Linked DNA regions of Sus scrofa: region 2 is linked to region 1. Evidence: chromatin contacts called from public Hi-C data. All regions are on one chromosome and are shown on one strand. Each heading gives the region's core, a stretch centred on a gene start, on an enhancer-like site or on the middle of the called end of the contact. The rest is flanking DNA. Distances are from core to core; before and after follow the strand shown.

Region 1 (5,278 bases), core at 2,326-4,825:
TGCTCCCAAGCTGGTGGCGGGGGGAGGCTGTTGGTGTGACAGTTTGAATGAAACTTTGTGAAGTTGTGGTCCCTGCTGTGCATGGTGAGATGTAAAAGCCGTGTAAGGTAGCCATGCATTGATGGAAAGACCACACAAAGATGCTACTTGGCGAAATTAAACAACACTTGCCTGCCTAAAGTATCCAGAAGCAACTCAGCACAATCAGAACACCTGATAGATCTCAGGTAGATGCAGGGGCCAACTCTGGACCCCCAAAGCTTCCCAGTGGGCCCACATTGCAGGGGATCATGTCTGTTTCATCAGAGTTCCTTCAGAAGGATTGCACGCTCCCTTCCTAGGCCTAGTCTCTCTTCTTTCTCTTTCTGTCCCTGAAAGATGGAACCTGTTCTGCGTGTAGCCTTGTCTGGGTCTGATCTAGGAACCAGCACCACTAGGCCAGGTGCACGCTCTCCTTCTCAGGGTTATGTACTTAGACGTGATAAGATGATGGGGATAGTGTGGTTACTTAAGTGTCAACACAGCCCTCATAGTCCTCAGTCTCCACAGGCTTGTATAGCCTGGTCTTTTTCTTTTTGGCTACACTTGCAGCATGCAGAAGTTCCCATGCCAGGGATCAAACCCATGCCACAGCCAGAGGAGTGACCTAAGCCACTGTGGTGATAACCTCTGGATTCCCTAACCCGCTGTGCCACCAAGGGAACTCTTAGCCTAGTCTTACTATGTTTCTGAATTTAGCTGCAGCATCAGAGTCGGGTCTGGTTTCCCAGGAGCCTCTGGATCTTCTACAGACGAGCCCGGGGACCAGCTCTGGTGTGTGTCCTGCCTACACGCAGTAGGAACTCTTGCCTGATTCGTGAAGGGATGTCAGGAGCCACAGAGCTGGTCCAAGCCCACTCCCTGTACTCAGGTGTGCAGACCTACTCAGTGGTTTCCGGGGCCAGCTGTAGGGTGCATGGACCATGTCGTGGAGACGTCAGGGTTCTGCCTGGCCCTTTGTCTTGACCCCTTTCGGGTGGCCAGCTGCTCGGTTTTCGGTGGTTGGCCTTGTAGAGGGCCAAGAGCCATTGACCTCAGTTTAGGGGAATTTAGAAGTTGTCCTGAACTCTTGATCCCCTTTCATCCTTCTGCCAGCTTCAGGCACCTCTGAGGTCAAACCGAATTCTGTTTGGACACGAGTGTGCTGGGGCGTAAGGATAGCAACGGTGATAATATTAATAATGTCTTTTCTTGGTTGTCCCACTTTTTCCTTTGCAAAGCGCCTTCATGACTTGCTCTTGCTTAACTCACAGCCTCCCCTCAGGGGGTGTGGGTCCCTCATTCCATATCTGGGATGGTGAAATCTGAGAAGCTCTGAAAGCTAAAAGGGTTTGTGTAAGTTGGCCGCAAACTCGTTTAGTAGCAAAACCTGATCTGAACTGATGCGAGGCTATATTTATCCTGCCGATTTTGAATATTCATATGTTTTGCTGCCAAAATATTAATGTGTTTGATTACAGAGTGCTTCCCTAGACGACTCTGGGACTGGCAAACACTCTAGGCCCCATAGCACCTTTCTAAAATCTGAACAGTTGGGATTTCTGAAGCACCCAAGGGTTTGGAGTAAAGGATTGTTGGCCATTATCGGCCCTAACATACAGGTGGGGACCGTGAACTTTGGGTAAGTGACATGCCCAAGGTCACATAGCTATAAATGGTTAGGGCCAGGAGCTCAGCTCACTCTCAGATTCACAGTCCCGGGTGCTCCTCCACAGGCCATATAAGCACATGGGCATTGCCGTTCTGGGTCAGATCCATCTGACCTAGTCTTAAGGTGCCAACACCATCCCTAAGATACCACCCTTGGAGGCTACGGGTCTCTTCCTTGACGTCAATCCTAAAGGTCAGGTGGAGCCCAGATCTCTTAGGAGCTATTTATGGCTGCTCTGTCATTCACAGATTTGCCTAAATCCTTTCTGAAACCGTTCCTGTTTCCAGGAAGTATCCTTTTGGGGGTGATGAATGACCTAAGTTTATAAGCTCCTGGGCTCCTGGAGAGCTCGTCTTTTGGAGCCGTCGATTGTTGGTTGTGAAGAGCGGAGGATGGCAGCGGGCTCTGGGGGGTTGAGGCCCGCTGTTTGGGAGGCTGGGTCTCCGTACTCGGCTTGACTTTGCTCACTCGCTTGCTTTCTTCTTTTTCTCCCTCTGTCACTCTCATTGGTCTCTTTTTCATCTTGAGCTTATCGTCTTCATTTCTAAAACTAGCCAGTTGGATGAGCTATTTCTGAATTGGTGAACTCTTTCAAAAGTTTGCCGCTTCTGCACTTACTTATAGCCTCATGAAGTCCTTTTGGTTAATTGAATTTTGCTCTGTTTTGGAATCTGGTTTGGGAGTCAGCCAGCTAAAACAGGGTCAGTTTGATTTGATTCTGTCTACTTGGACTTCGTTGCTTTTTTTTTTTTTTTAGTACTTTAACCTGCTTAGGGTTACTGAGTCATCTGGGATCTAGGCTGAACTCTTGGAAATTTGAAGATGAGTTCTTTAGTTTTCTTTCTAGCAGAAGTAAGTTGCCTGCTCTCTCATCTTGGTGAGAAGTCCCATTTTAATTTGCTGTCGCTATTGGATGGAGTTGCTAATTGCTGGAAGGAGAGGGCAAGAACGCTTTCATTCAGCAACACTTTTTTTCCTTCTGCTTGTTCTGGGACAACTCTGAATCTTTCAAATTGTGATGATCCTACAAGTTAAAATCGAAACTCCGTTCACAACTCTGATTTGTTGCTAATTTGGGGAAAAACATTTCCAATTATTTTAAGTTTTAAAAATGAATGACTTGAAAACAAGTCCAGCTGAAAGCCCGTGTGTGAGACATGAGTCTTGCTAAATGAATACAGGCCTGCCTCACTTCGCCCATTGGAGGGTTCTGGAATTTTCCACAAGAACAAAAGCTTTTCTTGGTCAAGTTCTGTTCTGGTGGTGGTAGGCGAAAGCTCTGACTCAGTGGCATTGACTTTGGTGGAAAGGAAAACTTACCATGGCACCCCCACTCCCTCACCTTCGACCCCATGTGTTTCACGTAGTAAATAGACATTTTGAGCAAGTCAGACTCTCTGGGTCAGAATCCCAACCTGACCACTTACCAGCTGTGTGGCTCTGGTTACATTACTTAACATTACCTGACATTACTCTTGGGGACATTACCTTATTGCGCCTGTTTGCTCATTTGTGAAATGGGAATAATAACAGTACTTACTTACTGGGTTGTTACAGGGATTAATCAGTAAATACTGAGCACTGGCTAGGAAGTAGGTGACCCAAAGTAAATGTTTGCTGTTGTATTTTTGCTGCCATTGTTGTAAAGCTGGCAGTGCAGGGTAAAAATTATGTTCGTGTTGGTCCAGGTCCTGCTTTCCCCCAAAGGTATTGTTTATACGGCACCTAAATAAGAGCTGCCACCTCTGGCGTCCTGTATTTGGAGCTGATACACAGTGACCACCGAAATTTCCCCCTCAATCTGATCTCTTCTAGCGCGGTGGCCAGGGTACTCTTTGTCCCATTGACCTGAAGCCTGATGAGTCATCCCAGTCCTCGTTTAAATTTAGCCGGGCAGCGCTCCACTGGCATCGTTTCCAAATGCCGAGGCAGCTCACCACTGCCCTGTCCCCTTGCCTGTGCATGTGGTCAGGCCAGCAAATCACTGCAGTGGCGGCAGAGCCTAGGAGCACAAACACCTCCTTTCCGAGAAGCCTGGGCTTGTGGACGGAGCATGTTTCAGAGCCCCTTCCCATTCCTTCTCCGCCGTGCAGGATGCTTCTAAGGGTGGATTCAGCAAACAGCGCTTTGAGGGCTTGACACGCCTCAGGTTCTGTGCCAAGTGTGTTTGTATCTTCCCAACCCCTCTAGCCGCCCTGTAGGGTAGATATTTGTTTCCCGTTCCCTGATGGGCAGAGGGGAACCCGAGAGGCTAATGGACCTGTCCCTGGTGAGCCGGTGAAGGGTGGCACCAGAATTTGTGCTTAGGTCTTCTGGCTCCACGTTCATGCTTCTTTCCATAACGTCCTGCTTGGATCTTCAGCCCCTAATGGAGTCGGAAGGGAAGGGGGAGTTACAGGAAGGACCAGCTCCGTGTTCCCTGTGGCCGGTGACCAGGAGGCTCATCACTTGGCCACTAGCTTCCTCTGATGACCAGAGAGGAGGGGGGAGGGAGGGCGCTGCTTAACTGTGCGAAAGGTTTGTGTTTTCCGGGCCGGGGCCACGCGGGTCCAAGAGCACTCCACCATCTCTCACACAGAGAGAGACCAGCTTCTAGGGATAGAGGCCTTTTATGCTGACTCCAAAAACAGAAAAAGGGAGAGAAAAAGAAACCCACTTACAAAAATAAAAATTCCATGCTGTTAATCTCATGCCAGCATAATCAGAATTTCCCCTTTCTACTGTTTCCCCTTAAAAGCCCCCATGTCCTTATTATGCTGGCTCAGTCTGGAAAAACTCTGGTTGGGTTTTTGCCTACGTGAGGCTTAACGCTGCAGCTGCAAAGAGGGGATCCGGTCCTTGATCGTCAGCACGGAAACTTCGGGTAAAAACTCACAAAAACCTGCTGAATTCTAAATTCCTCCCTCACTTTCGACTCTGTCCTTAAGATCTGATTTTCTTCAGCAAGAGCAGACTGTGTTCAGCTTTGCAGTAGGAAAAATCCAAGTCAGATAAGAGAAAGAACTTCCCTAGACAGGGGGGGTATGACTGGCGAAATTACTAGAAGATGGAGTTGGAGAAATCTTGATGGGAGGTTGCACTGTGGGCCAGTTGAAAGTGGTGTTTACAGTTCTCCCCTCTTTAGGGCCCTTTAGATGCCCCAGATGATAAGAGCGAACATATAAGACAGGCATGCTGAGAATGAGACAGGCACCGCCAGACCCTGTGCCTGTCGGTGTGTAGGGCCAGGGCACAGACGGATCTCAGATAGACTTGGCTTTGCCTGCTGGCCCCTCATTGTGAATTGGGGCAGGTGGCTTCCCTTGTCTGACCATCAGGCTCCTGTTCTGTGAAGCGAGCTTAGCCCTTCCCTCTCGATGGGATTCAAACAGGCTCAGTGAGGTACCCTGTCCCCTCGATCCCACAGCAGGGACTCCATGTGAGGCCGCCTCCCTGTTTCCCCGCTTCGCTTGTGACCTCACAAGGGAGCCTCTCGCCTCCCAAGTCCCCTGCCACCCTCACCGGGCATCAGTCTCTAAGTGGATTAACTGAGCGTTGTGATCTTAATGCCATTAGGCCTGTTGGCACGACCCTCCTTGCCATAGTGAG
Region 2 (4,907 bases), core at 1,960-4,459, 110 kb after region 1:
CTCCAGCCCAGGGCAGCTTCCCCGGGAGACTGGCAGGGGTGAGAGTGTCTGTCTGTGTGTCCGTCTGTCTGTCTCACCCTTACTCGCAGATAAACCAGTGCCTGGCCTGGGAGCAGGATCCCTCAGCAGATCTCTGCAGCCCGAGGAGGGTCCAGTCCAGACAACAGGAGGCTCCTGAACATGCTGGAGGGAGGGAGGGAGGGCTTGCTCATTTGCTGCAGGGCCGTGGGGCCTGGAAGGCCGGGCGGGGAGCAGAGGGGCATCTTGCTGCAGAGGAAGCAGACACCTCCACTTCCGAACCCGGCCCTCCCTTTTCTCCCAAACTGCCAGAGTTCCAGCCGGAGATCATGCCCCTGAGTTTTGAAGAAGGGACAGCAGAGAACCCAGAGCAAGTAGAATAAGGACTCTGCCACCCCCTAGGGGACAGCCTGGCAGTGCCCTGATGGCCGCTGCCCTCTTCCTGGGCCAGTTCTGCACCTGGGCACCTGCCTGAGGGTTTCTTTATCTATCAGGCAGTCAGTAAGCACAGAGAGTGCCTCTGGCAGAGCACTGGAGATGGAGTAGGGGCCAAGCCCGGTGCCACCCTGCTCTCACGGAGCTTGCAGTCAGCTGGGGAGACTGAAAAGAGGGAAGGAACCCAGCAGGTGGCACAGGGCCCAAGAACAGGGCCCCTGGGTCTGGTCGGAGGAGGGTGTAAAGGCTTGGGTCCGGGGGGAGGGGGCGCAAGATATGAAGAGATGCTAATACCGATATGCTGTCCTGAGACAGACTTTCCTTCTTCTTCAGCAAGACAAAATCGCTCACCTTTAAATTAGCAGGATTGGGGTGTGTGTGTGTGTGTGATTATAGTGAAATATGTCTTTACGACTGTGAGACTCACTTTACGCAAGATAAATGGCCCCCAAATAACTGGCCATTGAATTTCAGTAAAATCAATCATACTTTGCACAAAGGAGTTCTTTAAAGGAGCCCTGGCCCCGGGCCTGGCTGTGACGATGGTAGCTGTCACTGACCGGTTCTGTGGATCTGCCCTCAGACATGGGGCTAGGCACCTTCCCCACCTTGTCCCAACCCTGGGAGGGACTTTCTCTTGCTGTTCCCATTTTGTTCCTGTTTTACACACAGAACAGCAGGCTCACTGAGTTGAGGCCACTTGCTGAGGGTCACAAGCCGAGTCTGTGACCTACACCACAGCTCACAGCAATACCAGATCCTTAAGCCACTGAGAGAGGCCAGGGATCGAACTTGCAACCTCATGGTTCCTAGTCAGATTCTTTTCCGCTGCACCAGAATGGGAACTTCTTAACAAGAATTTTGTATTCATTAATATCCATTATTGGGAGTTCCGGTTGTGGCACAGAGGAAGCGAATCCGACTAATATCCACTGGGATGCGGGTTTGATCCCTGGCCTCGCTCAGTGGTTCGGGGATCCGCTGTTGCTGTGAGCTATGATGTAAGTCGCAGATGTGGCTTGCATCCCGCGTGACTGTGGCTGGGGCATAGGCTGGCAGCTGCAACTCTGGTTTGACCCATATGCCATGGGTGTGGCCCTAAAAACAGAACAAAACAAAAAATCCATTGTCTCATTTGATCCTCACAGCATCAAGTGAGGCAGACAGATCCGATCCGATCGTTCCCATTGTACAGATGGGTTCACAGGTGCCTTGAGGTGTGATGACGTGTGTGATGTCCACAGCCGGGGACAGCTGAGCCAGGCCTGGCACCCAGTGCTCCCCGACTCTGGATCTTGCTGTGACCTCCTCTGGTTTCCTGGGACCTGTAACTGCTGGGGAGGGAGCAGGGGGTAACATACTTTATCTTCTTGTGCTTCTGCCTCTCTGTTGTTTCCTTTCTCTCCCTGCCATCCAGACCCCGGCTCTCCCTCTCCCCGCACTGACCCCATTCCAGCCGGCGGCCTCCTAGCTCTTGCTCTGCCCGGGATGAGCTTCCTTAGAGGGCAGTCTCGCCTTCTGCAGTTCTCCCTCCAATGCCCACTCATCCCATGTCAAATAGCCTTCTCTGTCCCTCTTCACTTGGCTCGTTCTCCCATTCTCTCTGGTCACCACCCATTTTGTATTCACTTGACTTTTAAAACCGTTCTTTCCCCTCTGGAACATAAGCTCCCGAGGACAGGGATTTGTCTCTTGTATCCACTTGCTGTAAACCTACTCTTGGCACCTACTTAACAAACATGCAGAAAACATCCCCCGTGTGCAGGAAGAAGATGGCCTGGCCTTCTCCCCACGCCAGGCTGAGCCCCGGGAAATACCGTGGCGGGGGAATGCTGCCGACACGTCCATAGGTGCCCGTTGTGTCCCACTGGCGTGACCTCCTGCCTCACCCCTACCCCCTCGCACCGAGGCTTTATAAATGTATTAGTGGCTGAATGATGTCACCGTAATGCGTTTTGGGAAGAGCCATGTGGTTTACGCACACTTGAGTTGCTCTGAATGCAAACCTGACATCATACCGAAGGCAGCAGTGAACAACGTATGCACAGTAAACAGGCAGAGACTGTCTTATTGATTAACAGATGAGGCCTCTATTATCGATCAAAGCTTGGCGAGGAAATTTATCACTTTTAATTTCAGGGCTGCCAAATATTTCTGCCTCTGAGCCAGCCATTACAGAGACAATTTAAAGGCACACGCCTCCCTGGGAGAGGGGGTGTCTGCCTCTCTCTGCTGGGCCCCCGGGTCCTGGGTCCTGGCACTGCCCATTCTGGCTGTTGAGGCTTGGGGTTTGGGGGTGTCTGGGTGGGGGTGGGGAGTGTCGAGGCTTCATGAATGGGGGCTGGTCTGGGAGCCCATGTCCATGGGATCCTCGTGTGTGTGTGTGTGTGTGTGTGTGTGTGTGTGTGTGTGTGTGTGTGTGTTGGGGGGGTGTTGTCACCCACAGTCAGTGAGGACAGGAGGCTTTCACACACTCAGCTCAGTTTCGTGACTTCAGCAAGGCAGGGGTGGGGAGGGGGGAATTTGAGGTCAGCCAGATGTGGTCAGGCCTGGGCTCAGCCGGCAACCTTGCCGAGATCATGTGTGCTAATCTGTTTTATCTTCGTCAGAGCTCGTGTGACGGCACACATCCGGCCTTTGATTTCCTACCTGCCCTCTTTCCTTGCTCCTGCTTCTCAGTCATTAAGGCAGATGCTCCTGCGGCCGCAAGGATGGCTGTTTTCTAAGAATCCTCTTCACCACAGCCCTTTGAGGCTGCAGCCTGAGCAGGCTCCTCACCCAGCGGCTGGGCTCCAGGCCGATGGCAGGGGTGATGGCGAGTCCACAGTGCCCTCCCCTTTCCAGCCCCTCCTCAGGCCTCTCTGCCTCCTTCCTTTTCAGGGAGCCTTGAGAACTGATAGGACCCAAGAAAGAAACACAGTTAAAATCGGATCCCTCCTGGGTCCTCAGAAAATCATTGTTGACTAATGATTTGGGACTGGGGGAGTTTCTCATTGTGAGGGGCTGTCAGTGGCTCCACCCCCACTTCCCACCTGGCCTGCTCCGCCCCAGTACTGCTGCATCACCAGTATCCATGGCTGGAAAGGGGCCCGGCTGCTTCCTCTGTGAACACCCATGCTGACTGCTTTGCCGTCAAGTTCCCTGGCTCTTTTTTGAAGCTCTAGAAGTCTCTTACAGATCCTTGGCCCTGGGACGCCCTGAAGCTTGGAGGGACACCCAGAGGGGATTGTGAGATTCTCTCTGCCTCGAGGTGAAATTCAACTCCAGCTACCTAAGACAAATGACAATATTTATTTATTTATTGCTTTTTAGGGCTGAACCCCCAGCACAGGGAAGTTCCCAGGCTAGGGATCAAATCAGAGCTGCAGCTACCGGCCTATGCCACAGCCACAGCAACGCCAGATCCAAGCAGTGTCTGCCGTTTACACAGCAGTTCATGGCAACACTGGATCCTTAATTTACTGAGCGAGGCCAGGGATGGAACCTGCATCCTCATGGATACTAGCCAGGTTTGTAATCCGCTGAGCCACAGTGGGAACTCCTGACAATATTTATTTTTAAGGCTCTTAGGGAAAAGTAATTTCATATCTTTCCTGGGACATTCTATCATTCATTTAGTCAGTCAGCTGCTGTTTATTGAGCATCCAATAGAAGGTATATCTTACTCCTCATTAGGAATATAGACAAGGCCAATGTCCTCGGTGTTTAGTGGTGTTTAATCTAAGTCTATACTGGTACGACTTGTATTCTGAGTGCTGGCTCTTAACGTGCCAGATACTCCAAGGCAAGGATTTTAAATCTATTAAAAAGTAGTGGAGAGTTCCTGTTGTGGTGCCACGGAATCAGCAGCCTTCTTAGAGCGCTGGGACTCGGGTTCAATACCCAGCCCAGCACAGTGGGTTAAAGATCGTGGGTTAAAGATCAAGTGTTGCCACAACTGCAGCTGATCCCTGGCCCAGGAACTCCATACGCCGAGCAGCTGCCCAAAAAGAAAAAAAAAACAAAACGAAAAATACAAAGTAGTGGAACCATTTTTTCCAACTAGAACTTCAGACAAAACCTTGCGGTATATGAGAGATGAAGTGGATTTTTTTGGGGGTGAGAGAGGGAGTCCAGAGCTCACCTTCCTATTCGTGAAGAGTCTTTGCCGATGGAACCGTAGGGAGGCTGAAGGGTACGGAGACGAAGAGCAAAGCCTCTGAGGTCAGGCTGCCTCGTTCTGAATCCACCTCTGTATTTACCCACGGTGTGATGCTGGGCAAGCGACTTAACCCCTCGGGGCTTGAGTTGTCTCATCTGCTAAATGGGAGTAATCATACCATGCCCTTCAAAAGGTTGTTAGGATGCAATGAAATGATATATCTTAAATATTTAGCCTGATGCCTGGTATTTACTAAAGCCTCAGGATATCTGAGATAGTTTGGAAATCACACTAGACTACTTTCTACTATAAA

The links. Hi-C and Micro-C count contacts between places; a contact is called where the count stands out from the background.
Region 2: a contact with region 1 is called in a Hi-C map of liver, with 2.9 times the contacts expected there. The contact joins two enhancer-like sites. A contact is called at or near these places in 10 of 47 Hi-C or Micro-C datasets (liver, mesenteric adipose tissue, omental adipose tissue and 3 more) and 1 of 2 datasets of contacts at active chromatin or transcription factors (skeletal muscle).

The regions. Positions count from the first base shown.
Region 1 is chr9:41,647,721-41,652,998 of Sscrofa11.1, forward strand. All of the region lies in intron 2 of ZBTB16 (zinc finger and BTB domain-containing protein 16), which reads left to right. Among named protein-coding and RNA genes, the nearest start is that of ZBTB16, 11 kb to the left of the region's middle. Within about 2 kb of position 3,576, at least 12 of the 83 cell types and tissues checked have an H3K27ac peak or open chromatin away from gene starts, as enhancers often do. A contact at or near this core is called in liver and retroperitoneal adipose tissue, where this site is marked.
Region 2 is chr9:41,761,267-41,766,173 of Sscrofa11.1, forward strand. All of the region lies in intron 3 of ZBTB16 (zinc finger and BTB domain-containing protein 16), which reads left to right. Among named protein-coding and RNA genes, the nearest start is that of NNMT, 110 kb to the right of the region's middle. Within about 2 kb of position 3,210, at least 13 of the 83 cell types and tissues checked have an H3K27ac peak or open chromatin away from gene starts, as enhancers often do. A contact at or near this core is called in liver and retroperitoneal adipose tissue, where this site is marked.